2 separate regions of the Macaca mulatta genome follow, and region 2 is linked to region 1. A link is a contact called in public Hi-C data. All regions are on one chromosome and are shown on one strand. The core of a region is the stretch at or near the end of the contact, and the rest is flanking DNA. Distances in the headings are between cores, read along the strand shown.

Evidence for each region. Hi-C and Micro-C count contacts between places; a contact is called where the count stands out from the background.
Region 2: a contact with region 1 is called in a Hi-C map of liver, with 6 times the contacts expected there. The contact joins the promoter of MIER1 here to the promoter of SERBP1 in region 1. A contact is called at or near these places in 2 of 14 Hi-C or Micro-C datasets (fetal cortex germinal zone and liver).

The regions. Positions count from the first base shown.
Region 1 is chr1:173,175,512-173,182,278 of T2T-MMU8v2.0, reverse strand. It overlaps SERBP1 (SERPINE1 mRNA binding protein 1), which reads right to left and starts at 3,158. Exons shown (of 8, transcript XM_015142018.3): 1 at 2,744-3,158. The coding sequence starts at 3,056.
Region 2 is chr1:173,689,486-173,696,252 of T2T-MMU8v2.0, reverse strand. It overlaps MIER1 (MIER1 transcriptional regulator), which reads left to right and starts at 3,046. Exons shown (of 15, transcript XM_077954509.1): 1 at 3,046-3,151; 2 at 4,192-4,292. It overlaps DNAI4 (dynein axonemal intermediate chain 4), which reads right to left and starts at 2,909. Exons shown (of 18, transcript XM_015141821.3): 1 at 2,806-2,909; 2 at 2,719-2,803. The coding sequence starts at 2,887.

The DNA.
Region 1 (6,767 bases), core at 1,909-4,408:
CCCCTTTACTGCTTTTCCTGTAATGTTTGAAACCCCACAAAGGCAACCAATGTAAATTACTAGTGCCCTTAAGGATCAATAGATGGATGATTAAATTAATGACTTTAAGATTGTTGGTATGCTCTAATTCCCAATTTCTGACAAAGTCATAAAGCAGCTGAGGAATTGGTTTTACAAGATTTTAAGCTGCTTCACTTTGGTTCTAAGAAAGTAGAACACCATCAGGACACACCCAATTGTTCAATTGCCTGTAACTGGAGCCAAACAGTAACTATCAGTCTCTTCAATAGAATTTTGAAGTTCATTCCCAGCAAATACAAGACAGACTACAAATGTTAGACCTTACACCAAGGTATTTAAATAAATGTCATCAGTAATAAAGTGTACTGGGGTGGAGTTAAGGAGCCAGTCCTTGCAATAATATCCAAGCCACACACACCCAAGTGAACAATAGTTGGCGTCCCCACCCAATATCAATATTAAGCTTACAGAATCTTAGAAACTTAGATTAAACTCACCTAATGAAAAAGACTGACATTTAAAAATGCAAGCTTCTTTTGATATACTTATGTATAACCTGCAAGCTCATTAACTGCACTAGTTTCAGGCATCCATTCTGTTTTAGAAAATTCCTGGTCTACACTCTCAATGACATTCTGCTATCAATTCTCAAGTTCTTCAAATGGGCAAGAGAAGCTACAAAATTAATTCATAAAACATAAACATTAAATATCTGTCTAAAGTATGTCAAGCATTATGTCACAATGTGTTGTCAAAACCACAGAACACAATCAGGTTAACCTTCCTACTATCTGCAGGGATTTTGTTTACAGATATATTCCCAGTAAATAGGACAGTAGAATCTCAAAACGGGTATTGTCCATTCAACACTTTTCCTGTATTTACATGCTTGTATTTTATGCAACTTAATAAGAGTGCTCTGAAATACTGACCTAAGGAAAATGTTGATTGCTAATATGGAATAGTTTTCCCATGGAAAGACTTATTGAATGGTGAACTTAAGTCTTAGTTCTAACTTCATGAAATCATTCCCCACATTTGTCACTTAAAATACTTTTCAGGTAAGAGCTTATTTCTTAGATGGGCTTCATGATCAAAATAACTCAGGCATTTAAACATGCTTCATGTTTTGAACATTCAAAATGAGTGAACACATCTACCTGGTACACACTATTCGTCAGACTCAACTTTTTGGTTTACTTTCTTAAGCTTAAGCATAGTTTAAATAATTACACAAGTCAGCGTTACTTAACACACGAATTAAATGATTTATTTAGGTGTGTTAGATTGCCATAAAGCTTAATTGGCTGAAGAGATACTTGGCCTAAGTGATGTACATGCTTTCTAATACTCCAACTGTGTTTCTCCTCAACCTATAATTTTACCACAAGAATTATTTTCTTTCATTCACCACCTAGGACCGAGGTTCTTCATTCTAAGCCTCATAAAAGTCCTCAAAAAAAAAAAAAAAAAAACCACAAAAACCAATAAACCTCCTAAAACAAATCCCACCACGAGGAAATTGTTTTGATTTTCAAAATTAGTTGAATGTCACAGAAGTCAACAAAAGCTAATGAGAACTCCTTTCAGAGAAGCACGTGGCAGGAAGGGGTAATTTCAACTTTCAACATATAAATACAGCTTTAAAGATTCAGACCTTAGGTCCGACACCTGCTTGCTATTGATCATGCACGTTCTTATCTTCGAACTACTTGCTCTTTTTCATCCGTAACAAACTGGTAATGAGAATGCAAAAATCAAGACAATCCTGTGAAACTCACAGTGCCCTGGAAGCAACTATTAACCGCCAGTGAAACTCTCACCATGCTTCACGCACATGTGGAGGGGGAAAAAAAAAGCTGCAGACTCTAAAGAGCTCTGCTGCGACTAACGCTGTGACAGCCTCTGCACTCACTTTACCCACGAGGCCCAGAGTCCACCATGTGAAAGACTCAGTTTGGGGAGTCGAGAGAGAGAGGATCGTGACTCGAGGACTTTCCTCGGGACGTCCTGCGATCACCAGTCTTCATTCATAATTCCCGCTTCTGCTTAGTCGAGTGTGGCCAAACTCCTCCATTTCCCAACAGCTCAACTCACCCCAGCAAGTTCTGAGAAAGTCCTAACAGTTGAGAGGTGGAGGAGAAACAATAAAGCACACGCGGCACCCCAACCTGCGGCTGACTCCACACGTCCGATGGCCTGGAACGACCCCCTGCTTTTCGGCGGGGATACTCCGCGCCGTCGTGGGACAAGATGGCAGGACAGGAGCCTGAAACAACAGCACCTCAAAGGAGCAGCTCTGCGCAGTAAGCAGCGATGGACCCCGAGCCCCTCCGTAACTACGGCAAGCGTCGGTGAGCGGCCGGCTTCCCCGCACCTCAGTCCATGCGCTCGCCCGCCAAGGAATCCGGCGGGAAGGCAACAGCCTCCCCGGACCCCGAGCGCGCTCGAGGAGCAGCTCATCTCCGACCACGCTCCTCCGCTCACAACCTAAGGCGGGAAGGGGGTGGCTCCGAGAGCCTCGCCGGCGGTGGCTTCAACTTGGGGCTACCACGCTCCTGGCACCTTCGCAGGACCTGGCTTTTGTCGCGTGAAGAAACGTGAGGAAATAGGCGGCAAAGTCTCCCGCGGACCCTCGGAGCTCCAGAAACAAGTGGTAGCCGGCAGCCCTCTCGCTCCTTCCCTCCATCCCAGTCTCCCCCACATTCTGCCCCTGCTTTACCTTCTTTCTTAAGCGCCACGGGCGGCTGCGTCTCCTCTTTCTTGTCAACCACGCCAACGCTGGGGGGCAGCGGGTTCTTGCGGTCTTTCTGGGACTCCTTGCGCAGCTGTTTGCCTGCCGCGTTGGAGTTGGTCTGGGCCGCGGCCTGAGCTGCGCTCTTGGCCCCGGGGCCCCCAACGCCGCCCCCGCCGGCTTCTTTTTTCTTGTTCTCCGCTGCCTTCAGCACCTCGAAGGGGTCCGATTCGTCGTCAAATAACTGGTCGAATCGGTTGGTGACCACGCAGCCGAAGCCTTCCTGTAAGTGCCCAGGCATGATGGTGGCTCGGCGGCGCGTTCCTCCACGGATTGCAGCGGGCCGCGCCGAGCCAAGAGCGCCTGCTTCAGCTCTTCCCACAAGATGGCCGGGCCGAGAGAGGGGGGCCGTCTTCTCTTCCGGCGCCAGGCACACATCCGGGAGCGGCCAGCGCCGCAAGGCACTGTGGGGTGTGTAGGCCAGAGTAGTTTCTCCTGAGGCGACTCCCTGCGTTGGGACTACAATTCCCAGGATGCACCGCGCGACAACTCTTCGCGCGCGCCCGAGAGGCGGGACCCCAAGAAGGGAGTGAAGCGTGCGAGCTGAAGGAGGGGAAGCGTGGTGGTGGGCGGAGTCCTGCCACCTGCTCTGGTCGCCCTTAAACTCTGTAGGTCTTCAGCTACCCTGAAACCAGAAAAACGTGACGGCGTAGCTGACTCGCGAAAGTGCTCTTTGGTTTCACTCACGCTCCCTCGGGCTCAGGCTAACTTTCCCCACCGCTCCGGGAAGGGTCAAGGTGACTCCCAGACCTTACATCTGAGACGCACAAACTTCCGGGGGAGGGGGTGTTGCTGAGACGCCGCGCCGGCAGCGAGTAGGCTGGACCCTGCCTGTGCCAAGTCCGAGCAGCTCAGTCGCTGGAGTGCCCTTTTGTCAGGCTCCACGGTGAATCGAGGCTCTTCTGTCTAATGTGAGGTGGAATACGTTTCCTCTCGCGGGGACGTGAACTAGGGTAGCAGAACTAACCAAAAAGACAAGTGAAACTATCACATGGGAGTGTGGCGCGTCTTTCCCGGGCTTCTCACCGTGTGGCGGCCGGTGTCGTAGGAGTGGTTAACTCCTGACTGTGCAGCGCTAGACACTGGGCAAGCCGCTAGGAAGCACTGTTTACAGAAACGCTGTTACAGTCATTCCAATTAATTGTCCGTTCGTGTCCGGCAAGTCAGGGCTTAGGTGGCTGTGGTGTTAGTCACATGCGCTCAATAAATACCATTTTAGAGCATTTCGAGTGCGTGTGTGCTAGGAGTTGCGGTGAGGGGTGGGAAATATTGAAGTCAATACTTAATAATAACAAAGCATTGATACTAGTTGAGAATATTAAAGTTCATTAAAAGAATACAGTTTGAATGCATTTTAAGCACATTTGGTAGCACCGTGTTTAAATATATCATAATTTTTAAATCCTTTTCCATTAACACAAAATAGCAAATGCATCTCTGGCAGGAGCTATGAATAACCTTGAACTCAACATTGTGTTAGGCAAATAGTTGCCTCTTTTCACAAATGCTGAAACCACTTCAGAGATGAAATGATTTACCAAATTCACACCTCTGTAAGTGCTAGTGACAGGTATTAGCCCAGCCTTCTACCTCCACTAGGAGACCGGACATCAGCTCTTTAATTCAGACTCTGCACTGATAGAAAGCTGTCCAATGTTTAAGTTTCCGATATGATTTAAACATGGTTGTGTGTCAGGGTATGTAACATGGCGGAATGTAATCATCAATTTCCGAGCAGATTTTAAATCAATTCCTTAGCAGGGAAAATAGAAGACACGAGTCATATTACATACATGTGGCAGCAAACCTCCTGGTTTTCTTATTTCTCAATCCTCCCCTACTCTTCAGAGCCACTTACTTCCCTGCTGCCTCAGTCCTACCCACCCCAACCTCAAACACACCCCCTATCTCATCCTCTCTTTCACAGGCTCTGGCTCTGTGGCACCTACCAAGACAAGGAGCTTTTGACCATACTCTTCCCACCTTTTCGAAATAGCTCAAGTGCAATGTAGAAGATCTCCACATTTTGACAGATCCTCTCTCTTCACGGGCTGTTGCATCTTTGAGACTATCTGCATCTTTGAGACATCTGTGAAAGCTCCCCTTCTTACCTCTTTCTGGCCACGGCCACAGTAACGATATTCATAGCCAAAATGTGATGTTTTAGTATGTGCTTGGTGCACTTTACGTATGTGATCTCCTTTAAACCTTACATCAGCTCTATAAGAAAGTTATTACTCCATACCCCCCCCCAAAAAAGGTTATTACTTCTGTTTTAAGATGAAGAAAATGAAAACAAAGAGCTTAAGTAAGTTAACTACTCCTGCCACAATCGGGGGCTGGAGCAGGCCTGTTGTTAGTCATTTTTTTCCTCCATTACAGATTTCTGGTTTGCTCAGACAGATCTTCGTGACCACCAAGCATTATTATAATAAGAATATTTGAAAATAAGCTACACTTAGAGAAATTTTCGGCTATGAATTTATGAGGTTCATTTATGCTCCTCAGAGAATTTACCTATTAAGATTACATAAAAATGTTATGAATAAGCATTTGAAGAAAAGGGGAGAATCTTTTATATTTCTGAAAAGTTTTAAAGTCCATTTTTAAAGTATACAAATAAAGCTCAAGATGGTCTTTTACATCTCTCAATCGTTATTTTATAACTAGTTATTTTCAGTTTCCTTTATTCTACAAAGTTGAAATATTAATTTCTTAATATTAAATATTAAAATTCTAAAAGTTCTTGCTACTCTCACTAGGAAAACATCAGCCAAATAATCCTCAAGGGAAGAGAAATTTCCCGGCAGACACTAGTATTCAAATTAAAGGCATGATTTATAAAAGCGACAAGTGTCAGGCGGTATCACTGATTAGACATGTGGCCTAAAATGTCATCTCTCTGTAGCAATATTTGAATCACATCTTCTTCTCTGAAAAATACTCATGAAACTTAACAGTCTTATCTACAACAAGCCTCTCTGAAGGGTTTTCTAGCAATAAATGCTGAAAACCATGATTAAATATCCAATGTAGTTGCCTGATGTTAACGAAATGGAGAAACAATATTATATATCTCCTTCTTCCTGCCTTCATTTACTTTCAGGATCCTAATGCAATATTCAGTTCTCAGCCACATTACAACTTGCTTTCATCCATTTCTTCATAATCTCAACCCCCTGTTATTGTTGCTATAAATAATAGTAATAATTAACAATTGCTGTACTACATTTTTTTCTACCCATGTTCAGGTGATTCTCCTGCCTCAGCATCCGGATTAGCTGGGATTACAGGCGTGTGCCACCACGCCCGGCTAACTTTTTGTATTTTTAGTGGAGACAGGGTTTCACCATGTTGGCCAGGCTGGTCTTGAACTCCCAACCTCAAGTGATCCACCCGTCTTGGCCTCCCAAAGTGTTGGAATTACAGGCATGAGCCACTGCACCGGGTCTACTTACTACCATTTGCACATTTGTTACGCAGTAGACACTGCTAAGTATTAAATATTAAATAGCTTACATGCATTATTTCATTTAATTTTCAGAATAACATTATGAAGTAAAAAGTAGTATTACCTCTATCCCCCTTTTATAGATAGGGAACCTGAGGTTAAGTGCCCCTCCCAAATTCACATTGACTGAAAGAGTCTGGCAGTCTGATCTTACAGCCTGGGCACCCAGTGGTAACAAGGAAGAGGAAAAAGTCCTTCATCTTTAAATTGCTACCACGTGTAGCAAAATCAAACTATTCTAACAGTTTGGGGACACTGGATATAGGTATCACATCAATGTAAATAGACTAATTTTTAGTGTATTCAATATATAATGTATTTTTAAAACAAAACCAGTAAAGGTGGTTCTTGTGAAGAAAAGGACAAATCCCCTATGACTGAAACTGGAATGCTAAGTATAATATTGCAAGTCTAGGCTTGTGCTAAAGTTAGACTATCAGA
Region 2 (6,767 bases), core at 1,797-4,296, 510 kb before region 1:
CCTTTTGGAGTACTATCCTTAGGTGAAGACGGATTAATAAGCAGGTATACTATAAACTTGCAGAAAAACTTTTTTTTTTTGAGATGGAATCTCACTCTGTCAACCAGGCTGGAATACAATGGCAGTGATCATGGATCACTACAGCATCACCTTCCTAGTCTCAAGTAAACTTCCCACCTCAGCCTCCCAAGTAGCTGGGACTACAGGCACATGCCACCACACCTGGCTCAATTTTTTGTAGAGACAGGGATTTGCCATGTTGCCCAGGCTGATTGTGAACTCCCAAGCTCAAGCAATTTGCCCACTTCAGCCTCATAAAGCGGTGGAATTACATGCATAAGCCACTGCGCCTGGCAGGAATAAATTTTATGGAAAAATTCAAGCAAAGGTGAGGGATTGAAGAGTTCCAAGGGTGAAGTATTATTACTTTATATTACTTTGGAGCACAGGCTCCAAAGGGGGAACATAGTGTGCCTCATGTGCTGTGGAACAACACGGAATGTAATTAGGCAAAGGGAAGAGTCCATAGTGAGATCCTCTGGGGTCCTGTAAAGAGTTTTACTGAGTGAAATGGAAAAAACTTGAGAAATGTTTCGGGCAGAACCACATTGATTACTACCTGGAGGGTGTTGGCAAGGAGACTATTTAGGTGGGTATCACAATGTAACACAGTGATTTACATGGGAGTGGTAGTCTGGATTTATTTGGCAGGTAGAAATGGTAAAATTTGCTTATGGAGTGAGGTATAAGATGGAAGTCAAGGGTAATCCCAAGGTTTTTCACCTGAGTAATTAAAGAGTGGAATTTGCCATTTACTAAAATGAGAAAGATGGCAGTTAATTAGAAAAGAGAGAAAATATTATACACTTAGTTGTAGATGTGAATTTTGAGATGTTCATTGACTTACAAGTGCAGGTGTTTTTTCTTAAAGTCTGTTTTCTTGGGAGAGGTCTTAGCCAGAGATGAACATTTGTGAATCATCATTATAGGTGATACTTAAAGACATCAGAGTGAAGAGGTTTATGGACTGACCCAGCAACACCAATACAGTCCTGGATCGTCAGCTATGAACCACATATACAATGGTGATCTGGTAGCAGAGCTGAAAAATTCCTATTGCCTAACAATGTCGTAGCTGTCACAACATTCAAGCACAAGACATTACCTTTTCTATGTTTACATACACAAATACTTAGCATTGTGTTACAATTGCCTACAGTATTCAGTACAGTAACATGCTGCAGGTTGGTAGCCTAGAAGCAACAAATGTATTTTCATCATTATGCAAACACCATTTACTGTACTTACACAAATCTCGATGTATAGCCTACTACAGCCTGGGTGTACAGCCTACTATACACTTGTAGCCTAGGTGTATAGTAGCCCATACATCATCTACGTTTGTGTAAGTACACTAGAAGATATTTGCAAAATGCTGAAATTGCCTAACAAGGTATTTCTCAGAAGGGTCACCATCGATGCATGATTGTATTTAGTTATGATAGTGAGGAACAGATACCAGCAAAGGATCTGGAAAAGGAGAAACCACGAACTAAGACAAGAACTAGGAAGAGTGGTTTCTCAGAACCCAAATACAGCTTTTCAAAGCTCAAGAAGTAACAAACTAGACCAACGCTGCTTCATTGAACAAAGAATGAAACTGTGGATCAGCCATTGTATTTGGCTGCATGGCTATTGCTGACTTGCATAGAAGCTGTTTTGGTGGAGCGGTAGGATGGACAAAAGCGTGAGTACCATATTCGAGAGAGAATGCAAGGTTCTCTCCCAAGAACTCTCAACAAGTTCCGCTGAAGAAAGATTAGCTGAGGTGGAGGAGATTGGAGAGGGGAAGAGAAAACAAGTAATTAAGGAACTTTGGAGGAACTTAGTGGACAGTATTATGGGCAGTACTAAGGAACCATTTAAAGACAAGTCCACATAGCTGTGTGCTTTTCTCCAGTCTTGTCCAACTGATGCATAACAGTAGAATGCTGGAAGCAGGAATTAGTTTTAAGGTAAGATGGTATTGAGTAGAGGACAATAAAATACCTCTACTACAGAGCACAGCAATGTTTGGCCTGGTGGCTCACAGAAGCTGAGGCTCTTGAACGTCTGGGCACAGCATGAAGGCATCAAGCTTGAGAGATTGCAGGCCTTAACAAACTAGAAGTGCTAGGAGGAAGGATGGTTCTAAACAAACCAGGTCTTTTCTCACAGAGCAAGCACAGCAGTAGAGATTTTATTTTATTTTATTTTTTAGACAGAGTCTCGCTCTGTTGCTCAGGCAGCAATGGCACGATCTCGGCTCACTGCAACCTCCGTCTCCCGGGTTCAAGCAATTGCCTCAGTCTCCCAAGTAGCTGGGATTACAGGCATGTGCCACCAGGCCCGGCTAACTTTTTGTATTTTTAGTAGAGACCAGGTTTCACCATGTTAGCCAGCCTGGACTCGAACTCCTGACCTCAGATGATCCAACCGCCTCAGCTTCCCAAAGTGCTGGGAATTACAGGCGTGGGCCACCGCGCCCGGCCCAGTAGAGATTTTTTTTAAAGACTGTGGTAGGTCGATAAAGGAGCCATTTGTCGCCTGGGCGCTTCGAGGTCTAGAGAATGAACCCAGTTGGGGTACGGCCCTTTCCAAATCCAGAAATATCTATTAATAGAAGGGCTCCCTCCGGGACCCAGGGGGATGGACTACGGTTTTAACGCCGGAACTTACAACCTGAAGTTCTGCTGCTTGTGACTGCCTGCCGGAGAGACTGGCATGGTGGCGACCAGCTGGGGAGTGGTCCACCACCCCTTTTCTGGCCGCCTCTGAAGTCCCTGTACCTCCAAGCCCCTGCGTTGGCGGTTCGGGCCGAGGATCCGGAATGTTTGCCGGGCGTCATGGCGACGGTGGAGCTCTGGCTCAACAAGCGGCCGCGCGGTTGGCTGGCGGCACGAGGCCGAGGAGGAGGGCGGAGGCGGAGGGGAGGGCAGAGGGTTGGTGGAGCAGGAGGAAGCTCCGGACGACGACTAGAAGAAGGAGGCGGGCGGCCCGGGCCTCAGGCCCCTCCCAGGCTCTGAGTCTCCCGGCTGCAGGCGGATGGATGGGGCTTCTTCAGGCGGTGGCGGCAGCAGCGAAGGTGGCGGCGGCAGCAGCGGCAGCGGCTGTAAGTGCAGCCTCCACAAGCCATCTTTCCCCTTCTGTTCCAGTTTGGGATGAGGGGCTCCTGAGGTGTCCTCAGTCCCCTTTCTCTCCTTCCCCTCCCCCACAGCAGTGTACCGCCCGGAAGACCCTTAACTTCCGGGGAGGGGCTGCCTCAGAACGCGCCTGGCTTGCTCGCCGTCGGCGGCCGAAGGCGCATGCGCAGCTCCCTCCCCGCCACCGCCCACTACCTCCCAGCGCCGCCCTTTTGCCTTCGCGGTGGCGGCGGCGCGCTGGGAATCCGCTGCGGAGTGAGTTCGCCTCGCCCCGTTCGCTTCGGTCCCTGATCCCAGTCGGGGTGGGGCTAAGCTGACCACCCGCTGTGGCTCCGCCTCTTTCTCCTGTATTTCCCTCACTTGTGTCCCAGTCCCAGGAGGCTCCCGCTTGCACTGCAGCCTTTATGGTGAGCAGCGCCCTGGGCCAACCTGCCCTTTTCGAATGGAGTCAGGGAGGGAGGAGAGACTCGAATAGGGTATTACTGTGAGGAAATGAGGTCCTCCTAGCGCGTGGGAGGATCCCTTGGGACAGATGCTTGCCGCTCTTTAGTCTTGTTGTTTCAGCTTGTAGTGGTTAGGTCCCTGGCCTGGAGCCTGTGTGGTCCCTGCATGCTGTGTGACCTTGAGCGAGTCACTATCCCTCTCTGGGCTTCAGTTTTCCCTATTTAAAGCTTCCTCCAACGCTAGAATTCTGTATTTCTGCAGAAGAACTTACGTAATTACAAGATTGACTTGGCTATTGAGGCCGCTTCACCGAGATGACCCGGAGTTGACTGAATCTTCTTCACTCATGGGTGGAATGAGGCGACCTATTTATTGGGTCGCTTTTATTCCTTTACCATTGGTTGCAAATTGCATGACTTAAGGCTCATTAAATGTTTTTCTAAAATTGTCATGGGATCCTTGTCCTAATTCCCGACCATCTTTTTAAACATGTGAAACGGTAGATGGTGAGCTTGTATCTCGTTTCTGTCTCCTTGCTACTGAGGCTCTCTTTCCTTTGATCCAGATGGTGTGGTCGCTCGATTCTCCCAGTGCCTGGCTGAGTTTCGGACGTGGTTAAGAACCAACTGGTTGAGGTTCAATGCAGACAAGACGGATGTGATGCTGGTAGGCAGGGGTACGCTTGGAGATTAAGGGAGGGAAAAGCCAAACTCCCTCAAGTAATGTGAGATTATATTACTCTTCTTATATGTTCCAGTGTTTGAGAATTGATGGGCCAAAAATTTCCAGAATTTGGGTGAGATAAAAATAACATGTCATCAATGTAAGAACCATAAACATACAGTTTGTAATATACTGATAAAATGGGGCCACTGGATAGAACTGTGTAAAACTTATGAAAAGAAAATCCAAAACTGTTATTTGAAGAACCAAAAGCCTACATAAGTGTTTTAGAGTGGCATTAATAATAAAAAATGAGACTAATGAAAAGATGATGCTGATTGTCACTATAGATGTGGGGCTTCTAAATGTAATAGGCTAAGTTTTTTAGATTTAGGAATTTTCAACCAAATTAGTAATTATCCATACAATTTTACCACCACATCATAAAGGCATAGTGTAGGCTGTTGCTTTTAAATAAAAATTTCAGGAAATAGTTTATAAACTAATCTCAAAAGAGACTCATGGACCCTGAAAATTGTTAGATACAGAATTTTTTAGTTTTGGATGTGTTGTATTAATCTATTTCAATCAGCTAACCCCAGAGGCTAAACTGTTATAAATACAGTATTTTCTTGGTGCATTTTGAGAGGTACCTTTTTGGATTGCATAACAGGTTTATATATGATATATATATATGTTACTTGTATTTGAATCAGGTGTTGGTACTGAATAAAAGGTTATATTTCTTAGGTATATGTAAATTGCTGAAGAAGTTTGTTCATTGGTTCGTTTAAGGTACTGGTTGAAGTAAGATTGTGATACTAAATGCTTTTGTTAAAAGCATAATAATAACTGAGGGGTTTGTGTGTGCGTGCGCCTTATAGCCTCTATAGAATTGTTTAATAATTTTGAATAGAAGATTCAGTAAATTGCTTACAAATGATTTATCAATATAATAGGAGTTTTGAGTAGCTTAATGTCATAAAAATTAATGTTAGTTTGCCCGAAAATAAGGCAGCTTTTAGGTGGGCAATAGGAGCTGAAGAGGCATTTATTCAGGCTTTCTATAGTGGTTTTTTGTTTTGGGACATTAATCACAAACCTCACATAAAATTGGAATTCACCACACTTTTTTAGTTTAAAGATTTTATACACAATTTCAACAGAACTACTGTTTTGGATATCACATTAATAAATAACAAGGTGTAATTAAGCAGACACAATTAATGGTGCATTTTCTCATGCCTTTAGCTCTGTCATGTCCTATTTTCAACTCTTCTAGTATGAATAGGCTTTAAAAATATTTTTTTTGTTAACCCAAGTATAAATATTAACTGTTTGCATTTGGATACAAAGAAGATATCTGTTGAATTAATCCAAAGTGCTGAAGAACTAAGGGTAATGGATGGAAACAACAAGGAGGTAGATTCTGGCATAATAAAAGAATGTTTTAAACATTTGAACTTTTTTTGAAAAGAGGAGCCTTTTTATGAGATATAGTGAGTCACTGGAGGTGTTTAAACATAGGCAAAAAGCCTGGTAGTAGAAGCATGATGAGAGATTACTATTTTGACAGAGTAGAGACTTGACTAAAAGATCTCTAAGGTCCCATCCAACACTAAAATTCTGTGACTAGTGAATAGTTAATTTTTATATATTTAATACTGAAGAGGGTAAGTAAGCATTTTGAGAAAGACTTTTCATTCCCTAAGGTGGCTCCTGAAAATTTTACAGTTAAGTGTATCACTAAAATAAAATAATAGTGGAAGTATACTGAATTCAGTGGTAATGTGTTACCTATGAATTGCAGTATTAGAGCTGTTTCTTTTTTATAATATCTGAACCTAAAAAGACCCACTGAATCCACATTTATAAAAAGGGGAAGGAGAAAAATGTAGAGATTTTCTTCCCTCAATAATAATAATACCATTTAAATCTAGTAATATTGACACACAATATTAATAAACTTAAAAAATTATTTAGGCCGGGCACATTGGCTCACGCCTGTAATCCCAGCACTTTGGGAGATTGAGGTGGGCGGATCACAAGGTCAGGAGACCGAGACCATCCTGGCTAACACGTTGAAACCCCGTCTCTACTAAAAATACAAAAAACCAAAATTAGCCGTGCGTGGTGGCGGGCGCCTGTAGTCCCAGCTACTCAGGAGGCTGAGGCCGGAGAATGACGGAGAATGACGTGAACCCGGGAGGCGGAGCTTGCAATGAGCCGAGATCGCGCCACTGCACTCCAGCCTGGGCGACAGAGCCAGACTCCGTCTCAAAAAAAAAAAAAAAAAAAAAAAAAAAAATTATTTAACAGTAAGATAGATACCCATTCAGAAATGTTTCAGACTTCATTTTCCTGACAATTTTACGATTCAGTAGGTTACTGGACTGTGATCCCCTGCTCTTTATCACAGTTGGGATTTCTGTTGGTAATTTAACTGAAGAATCAAAGATTCAGTGTACTTAAGCAAGC